2 separate regions of the Bos taurus genome follow, and region 2 is linked to region 1. Evidence: chromatin contacts called from public Hi-C data. All regions are on one chromosome and are shown on one strand. The core of a region is the stretch at or near the end of the contact, and the rest is flanking DNA. Distances in the headings are between cores, read along the strand shown. Region 1 holds the start of IFI6 (interferon alpha inducible protein 6). Region 2 has its middle 23 kb from the start of FGR.

Region 1 (3,553 bases), core at 921-3,420:
CGACCAGCTCATCAGTGAGGAGGCCAACGAGTTGGCGGCGATGCCGGTGCTCGCGAAGCCCAGCATGGGCAGTGCCGCGGCCATGAGTCCTGGAGGAAGAGGAGGGAGGTGGGTGAGGGACGCCGGCTGCAGGGCCCGCCCGCGTCTTCCCGCGCTCCCCACCCTGCAGACCTACCGCCTCCAACGGCCATGTAGGTCACCATGCCCCAGAAGCTCGAGTCGCTGTTTTCCTCTGAGTATCTTTTTTCGTCTGGAAGGAGAATGGACAAAGCCCAGTGGGGAGCAAGGTCCCTTATTCTGTGCCAGAAGCTCCAGACCACCCGGACAGGTAGGACCACCATCCTCACATTTTGGAGCTCCTCAGTGAAGGATAGCGGCTTTTCCCAGGTCGCTGGGCCTGGCACAGAACTGGCTTGAATACATTTCGAGAGAATGGACCAACGGACAGAGAAGGGATTAGAACCTGGGACTCTGGCTACAGGGAGCCCCCGACCCCCACCCCGCGCTGTCCATTGGAATAGCTCCTCTCATTCAGAGGCATGCCTGAGTCTCTAAACGAGGGATCCTGAAACTCTCCGCTTCTTTATCCTTAGGTGCCCCAAGATCCTTACCTTCCTCCTCGCAGCAGCCGCAGGTGTAGAGTAGCAGGTAGCATAGGAAGAGCGATACCGCCTTCTGCCGCATGGTGGCGCAGCTCAAGGCTTTGTCACCGTATCTGGGTTAGGGGCAGAGGAAAGAGACGGTCCCCTTATTGGAACCACGCCCGTTCGGTGGTAATTCCCTTTCGATTCGAGGATGAGTCCACAAAAAGCAGCAAGATGCTCTGAACTGAGCCCAGGACCCCCTCTAAGGAGCCGCAGGCTTTTCGTTTCCTCGCTGCACCAGCGGCGCTGATGTTTCTGCCACTCTATTGGTCGTGAGAATTACAGGAGAGAATCCCCTTCTGGTACTATGCCTGGCATGTACTTCACCAGAAGTCAGCTAGTATCCTTACTGTGGTTTTTGTACTTGGCTTTTTTCTGGATGTGTGACCTTAAGCAGGATGCCTGGGACTTCTTTGAGCCTCAGTTTCTTTAACCCTAAAGTGGGGATGTTAATAGAGCCTCTTTTAGGGGGCGGCTGTGGGTTTTTGCAACTGTGCACCCCTGGATCCCTAGCATTTAGAACAGTACCTGTCACATAGGATTTTCTAAACAATGGTTGTTGATAGATTTATTCTTCCAATGCATTGAATATGTACAGGCACCAAATACTGCCTCAGATTAACTTCATTTTTCAGAAAGCAGAAAGGGGTAAAGGAACTTGCCCAAGGTCACACCCAAATCCTGCAGCCTAGACACACACTCAAGACCGTCAGAATCCAAAACCTACGCTCTTTCCATTATACCACAAAATAGAAACACAGTTCCCTGCCCCCACCACAGTTTACCTTTAATGTGATCTTTGTCTATTCAATGCGTTTTCCTTGAAATAAAAACAAACAAGCAGAAATCCCCCAAAACTTCCCCTGGACTGAGCACTTACTCAGCACTTTATGGCACAAGGTTAATTATACCTATAACAACCTCATGAGGTAGGTGCCATTGTTCTCAACCACATGTTATAAATAAGGAAACTGAAGCTCAGAAAAGGGATACTTCTGAACCTACCCAGCTAGGAAGAAGCAGAGTCAAGATTTAAAGCCACAGATAACTGATGCCACACCCACACTTTGAACATCTGCTTCCAATCACTACATCTATCCTCAAAGATAAACTCACCATCACTTTAGAGCCTATAATAAAGGGGTTTCAGAAATCATCCAGTCCTTTGGGCAGGTGGAGTAGCTTGATCCTCATGTTTACAGAACTAAAGCCCAGAGAAATGAAGTGACAGGGTTAAGGCCATAGACCGCTGACATGGCACCTATAAGCTAAATCTCACGACTCTTTGGGTTTTGCAACCCAAGCCCCTAAAAGCCCACCAACCCATCCCTTCAGACCAGTCTTAGTCCAAGGCAGTCAGGAATGTAGCCTCCCTGAGGAATGGGCATTCTAGCTCTTATGGAATGAGGCTCCCAGGCAGGCAGCCTGGCAGAGGTTGGCAGCTTGACACCCACACCTTATAGCTTCTGGGTTTACCTTGGAGGAGAGCAGAGAAAGAATCTTCCTGCCTGGATGGAGCCTGCTGCTGGAAGGAAGCAGCAGTGAAGTAACAGTCCTCAGGCTGGTTTTTTATAGCCCTTTCAGATTGCCTCTAAGTGGCCAATCAGCATCAGAGTTTCTAGTTTCAGTTTCCTGTTTCAGTTTCTCGCGCCCTGCAGCATCTTTTCTCCTCCCTTCCAGTTCTGCTCAGGGACAGCATCTCTGCTGAGCTGCTGCTGCTGCCAAGTCGCTTCAGTCGTGTCCGACTCTGTGCGACTCCATGGACTGAAGCCTACCAGGCTCCTCCATCCATGGGATTCTCCAGGCAAGAACACTAGAGTGGGTTGCCATTTCCTTCTCCAATGCATGAAAGTGGAAAGTGAAAGTGAAGTCACTCAGTCGTGTCTGACTCTTAGCGACCCCATGGACTGCAGCCTACCAGGCTCCTCCATCCATGGGATTTTCCAGGCAACAGTACTGGAGTGGGGTGCCATTGTCTTCTCCCTTTGCTGAGCTGCCTAGTAGCTAAAAGATGTAATTCAAGCTGGAGACTTTCTGAACAGCTCAAAGTATTCAAAGCAGGTCAAACTAGACTGGGATCCACAGTCCTACTGGGCTTAGTGAAGCCAGACCACCAGTTCCTCCTAAGGCAGAAAGTCTCTCACAATTTAATTGAATTAATAATAATGCCTACCATTTATTGAAGAGCTTCCCTGGTGGCTCAGAGGTAAAGAATCCACCTGCAATGCAGGAGACTCGGGTTTGATCCCTGGGTCGGGAAGATTGCCTGGAGAAGGAAATCACAACCCACTCCAGTATTCTGGGAATACTGGGAAATCCCATGGACAGAGGAGACTGGTGAGCTACAGTCCATGGGATCACAAAGGAGTCAAGTATGACTTGCATGCGTGTGTGCTCAGTCGCTTCAGTTGTTTCCGATTCTTTGAGACCCCACGGACAGTAGTCCACCAGGTTCCTCAGTCTATGGAATTCTCCAGACAAGGATACTGGAGTGGGTTACCATGCCCTCCTCCAGGGGATCTTCTGACCCAGGGATTGAACTTGCATATCCTGCATCTGCTGGATTGCAAGCAGATTCTTTACTACTGAGTCACTGGGGAAGACCCAGACACAACTTAGTGACTAAACAAGTCATATATTGAGCACTTGCTGCACACAAGGTCCAGGAAAGATATCCAATCTCACAACAGTCTTGAGAAGTACTGTCACTATTTATAATCGTGTTTTGCAGATGAGATTAAAGCTTGTGGAAATGAAATCATTCCATTGTTCTCTCAACCTGGCTGCTTCTGGCTGATGGGTATGTAGTAACACCAGTGAAGCCCATGTTCATGAGGCCATTGTCTCAGATCCTTTGCCATAAAGTGGGTCTTCCGGCCCTAGGTATTGGATTGAGCATTCTTTCAACC
Region 2 (4,032 bases), core at 506-3,005, 50 kb before region 1:
AATAGAACTTAGGTAGGGTTGTCCATGCACACTCTCCCACCCCAGGCTGCTTGAGCAGCCTCCTTCCCAGGGAGGCTGGGTGTTCTTAGCCCCCAAGGTGTTGGGCATTGCTGGAAACCAAGCACTACAGGGTTTCCCAGTCATCTGGGAACTGGTCTTTCTCTTGGAGCCTCTTTAAATTGTATTGTGGAGAGGGTGGGCGGGGGTCCTCCCCAAACTCAAGCAAAGTCTTCCTGTGGGTGGCTGCTGCCACCTAGTGTCCAATTGCTATATCTGTTTACCAGCCTAGTCCGAAGGGGTCTCCGTTCAGCTCAGTGGTGTCCGACTCTATGCAACCCCAAGGACTGCAGCAGGCCAGGCTTCCCTGTCCATCACACCAGGCTTCCCTGTCCATCACCAACTCCTGGAGTTTACTCAAACTCATGTCTATTGAGTCGGTGACGCCATCCAACCATCTCATCCTCTGTTGTCCCCTTCTCCTGCCTTCAATCTTTCCCAACATCAGGGTCTTTTCAAATGAGTCAGTTCTTTGCATCAGGTGGCCAAAGTATTGGAGTTTCAGCTTCAGCATCAGTCCTTTCAATGAATATTCAGGACTATTTCCTTTAGGATGGACTGGGGGCTACCTGGTCTTTAAAAACAGCATCTGGAGTAGCCACAGGCTGGGCAGGGTACCTGTAAACTCCCAGAGAAAGCAGACTTGAAGGACAGGAAGAACCTAAATCATCCCTTTCTAGGTTCAGCTCACTGCAACCACTTTTGTCTCGATGTAAGCAGAAGGTGTTATGTAGCTAGACCTAGGAAATAGAAGTGAGAGTCCAGAGGGGCTAAAAGTTGTGGGGCCTAAGAGTTTGGAGGGCATGTGGAATAGGAAGCAGGCAGACCTGGTTCTTTTTATTTTTCAGCTGTGCTGAACAGTTTGCAGGATCTTGGTTCCCTTCCCCCAAAATTGAACCTGGACCCCCTGCCGTGGAAACGTGGAGTCCTAACCACTGGACAGCCAGGGAATTCTCCAGACCTGGTTCTGATTCGGCTTTTGCTTGCGTGTCCTTAACTCTCCGAGTCTCCATTTCCACATGTGTAAAACTGAGAGTAACCCCTTCTCTGTATTACAGGCAAGGCTGTTGAGAAGATTTACTGAACACATGGATATGAAAGCAGTTTGAAAAACTGGCACAGGCGTGCTGAGGGATTACTGAGCCATATAATAATAATAATAACAGTAACTGAGGTCACAGCAGCCTGGAGCCACATCCCTGGAGCTCCTGGAAAGGGCAGAGTGAAGTGAGCCTTGGGTAGGAATGGGCACCGCCCTCCCTGACTACAGAAGTTCTGGGGCTGGCCTCATTCTTGGAGCTATCCCCAGGAAAGGTCTGGATTGTTTCAGAGGAATTCAACCTAGTCCCTAGAAGGAGAAACTGAGGCCCAAAGAGGTGGTGGGCCTGTCCTGAACCACTGAGCTACAGATCCAGGAACAAGAGGCCCGTTGGACTGCAGCCATTGAGGCCTTGGTTTTCCCCTCCTCTGGATGGGAACAGCTCAGAGCTGAGGCCCCAGAGACAGTGGAAGCAGGAAGCTCTCCTTCACTGTGGTACAGTGGGAACCAAGGCCCCCAGGTCTCCATTATCCCTCCTCCTGTGCTGGCCTCCCTGCACTCACCCCTCCCTGAAAGTCCTCCCACATTCCTCCAGGCAACAGGAAACCCCAGCTGCAGCCCAGACTTCAAACAGCTCCTCCCTCTGGGCAGGGGGTGTGGGAGGAGAGGCCAGAGGCCAGGGGGCAAAGGTCAGCTTTGTTCCTGCCGGAGGTGGTGAGGGACCGGGGGTGGGGGTGGGGCGGGGCAGGGTAGAGCCCTTGACAGCCACACAGTACATGCGGGTGAATTCCTGCGTCCATCAGTGTGCTCGGTCTCACTGTCAGCCTGTGACTGGGAGTGAATGCGTGTCCTCGGCTTCCTTCTGGTTCGAGGTCCTGAGCTCTGGGTTTGCGTGTATGTCAGTATGTGTGTGTTTGTCTGGGTGCTCAGCCTGGGGTCCCACTGACAAGTCTGTAGGTGTCGTCATCTGTGCTCTACGTCTAGTTCACAGGCTTGCCCAGAGCTCTGTGTCCTCCTATGAGTGTGACCTGGTGTGATTCTTTGTGTCCAAGAAGGGTGTTCCTCTCCCACCTCTTCCCACCTGGCCTTCCTCCGTGTGGGCCACCAGTGGGTTCCTTTTGGAAAGTGAATCTGACTCTCTTACTCCCCAGCTCAGAACTCTTCAGTGACTTCCTGTGACGCAAGGTTTGGAATCCTAGCTTGAGGACACAGCAGACAACCCCTGCCGACCTCACCATCTTCATCTTTAGCCACAGATCCCCCTCAAAATTTTCACTCCAATCACAGCTACTTAATTTTAACTCTCTTCACAGTCCCATTTCCTGCCTCTGAGCTACTCAATTCTATCAAGTATGGATGCCCCTCTCTTGCTTTTATCAAGCAAACTTTTATTCCTTTTTCAAGTCTCCAGTAACACCTCCTGTGAGAAGATGTCCCCCTGCCCAACTGGGTTAGGACCCTCTCCTGATCTCCAACATCTGCTTTGCCTGTGCCCTTCACACTCACCACCAGTAAACTGTGAGCTTTCTGAGAGCGTAAACTGTACCGAATGACTGTCTCTCCCATCCTGAGGATGGGAAGGTTCTGAAGGTTTCTTCTATCCCAGAAAGTTTCCTGCAGTGTTGGATGTAGTGCCCAGAATGGCCGCTAGAGAGAGTACAGACATCACTGCAAGACCATCCAGGGGTGGGTGGGTGGGTGGGTGTGTGTATCTCCCGGAGTGGGAGGGAGACTTTGATATGGTACCTGGGAGAGAACTCCTGGAGTGGATAGTGGGTCCACCCAGCTCAGTACCGGAGCAGTGGAATCCAGAATAGACTCATCCCAATATGTCCTAGGCCACCCAGACTTTTTCTCTCTGACTTTTCTCAACTCAGGGATCATAACCCTTGTTTTCCTGACCCCCCAGTATCTTTTGTCTCTGGCCTTCCAACCTCCTTCTTCCATGCCTCATCCTTTGCCTCAACCCTCCCATATATAATTATTTATACTTGCCTGACTTGACCTTGCTCTACAATACCTCTGGACCTTTGCACAAGCTATTCCCTCAGTGGGAGATGATCTCACCCTCTGGCTGCTTCATCAGGCAGACTTTTCTTTCACTTCCTCCAAGAAGTCTCCCTTGGCCTCCAGACTGACCTTGCCCCTAAGTGTTGTAATTGTTTACTGTTCTGCCTCCTGGTCAGGACCAGCCTACAGGAGACATCAGTAGATGTGTGTAAAATTAATAAATGAGTCGGCTCTTTTATGAAAACAGTCCGGCACATGTGGGGCTACCCCCACCCCCAGTCTGCAGTATGTCCTCCCTGGGCTTGACTCTGGGTTAGTATCACACTTTCCCATGCTGTTCCATCAAATAAGGGAATGAGACACAGAGGGATGCCTGAGACTCTGAAGTCACACAAATCTGGGTTCAAATCCTGACTCTATCATCCGGCTGAGTGACCTTGAGCAAGCGTTGTGGCCTTTCAGAGTCTTTGTTTCCACTTTGGTAAAACGGGAATAATCCTACTTCTGCACTGCCTCATGGTGAGGCTCGAATTAGATGATGCATGTGAAACACCCAGCATTAGTCAATTAGGTGTCCTCCTCCCCCACCATGAACTTGGAAATAAAATTGCCCTCTGAGTCTTAAGCCAGTAAAATCATGCATCGCAGAGGAGAAGAGCCAGGTGGGGGAGTGAATGAGGCGAGAGATGGTTTTGTAAATGACTGAAGAGTTTTGTGAACGGTGGAAACCGCAATCAAGGTGACCCGCCTGTAATCTCAGGGAGGCAGGGCGAGGATGTGATTGAAATTGAGAAAACAGAGGCCTAATCAATTGCATTGTGCTCTATCTGACGGGAACAGAAGAATGCACAGAAAAGGGGGTGCAAGGGAGAATTCATTCGGCTGCATCAGAGGGAGGGACGGGGAACCAGTAGACAGAGGGATTC

The links. A called contact is a pair of places that touch in the nucleus more often than the background predicts.
Region 2: a contact with region 1 is called in a Hi-C map of liver, with 1.9 times the contacts expected there. The contact joins the enhancer-like site here to the promoter of IFI6 in region 1. A contact is called at or near these places in 7 of 11 Hi-C or Micro-C datasets (8-cell embryo, blastocyst, blood and 3 more).

Annotation. Positions count from the first base shown.
Region 1 is chr2:125,660,814-125,664,366 of ARS-UCD2.0, reverse strand. IFI6 (interferon alpha inducible protein 6) reads right to left here and starts at 2,170. Exons shown (of 5, transcript NM_001075588.1): 1 at 2,121-2,170; 2 at 612-715; 3 at 176-250; 4 at 1-89. The coding sequence starts at 684.
Region 2 is chr2:125,709,759-125,713,790 of ARS-UCD2.0, reverse strand. No RefSeq gene overlaps it. Among named protein-coding and RNA genes, the nearest start is that of FGR, 23 kb to the right of the region's middle. Within about 2 kb of position 1,755, at least 6 of the 102 cell types and tissues checked have an H3K27ac peak or open chromatin away from gene starts, as enhancers often do. A contact at or near this core is called in blastocyst and liver, where this site is marked.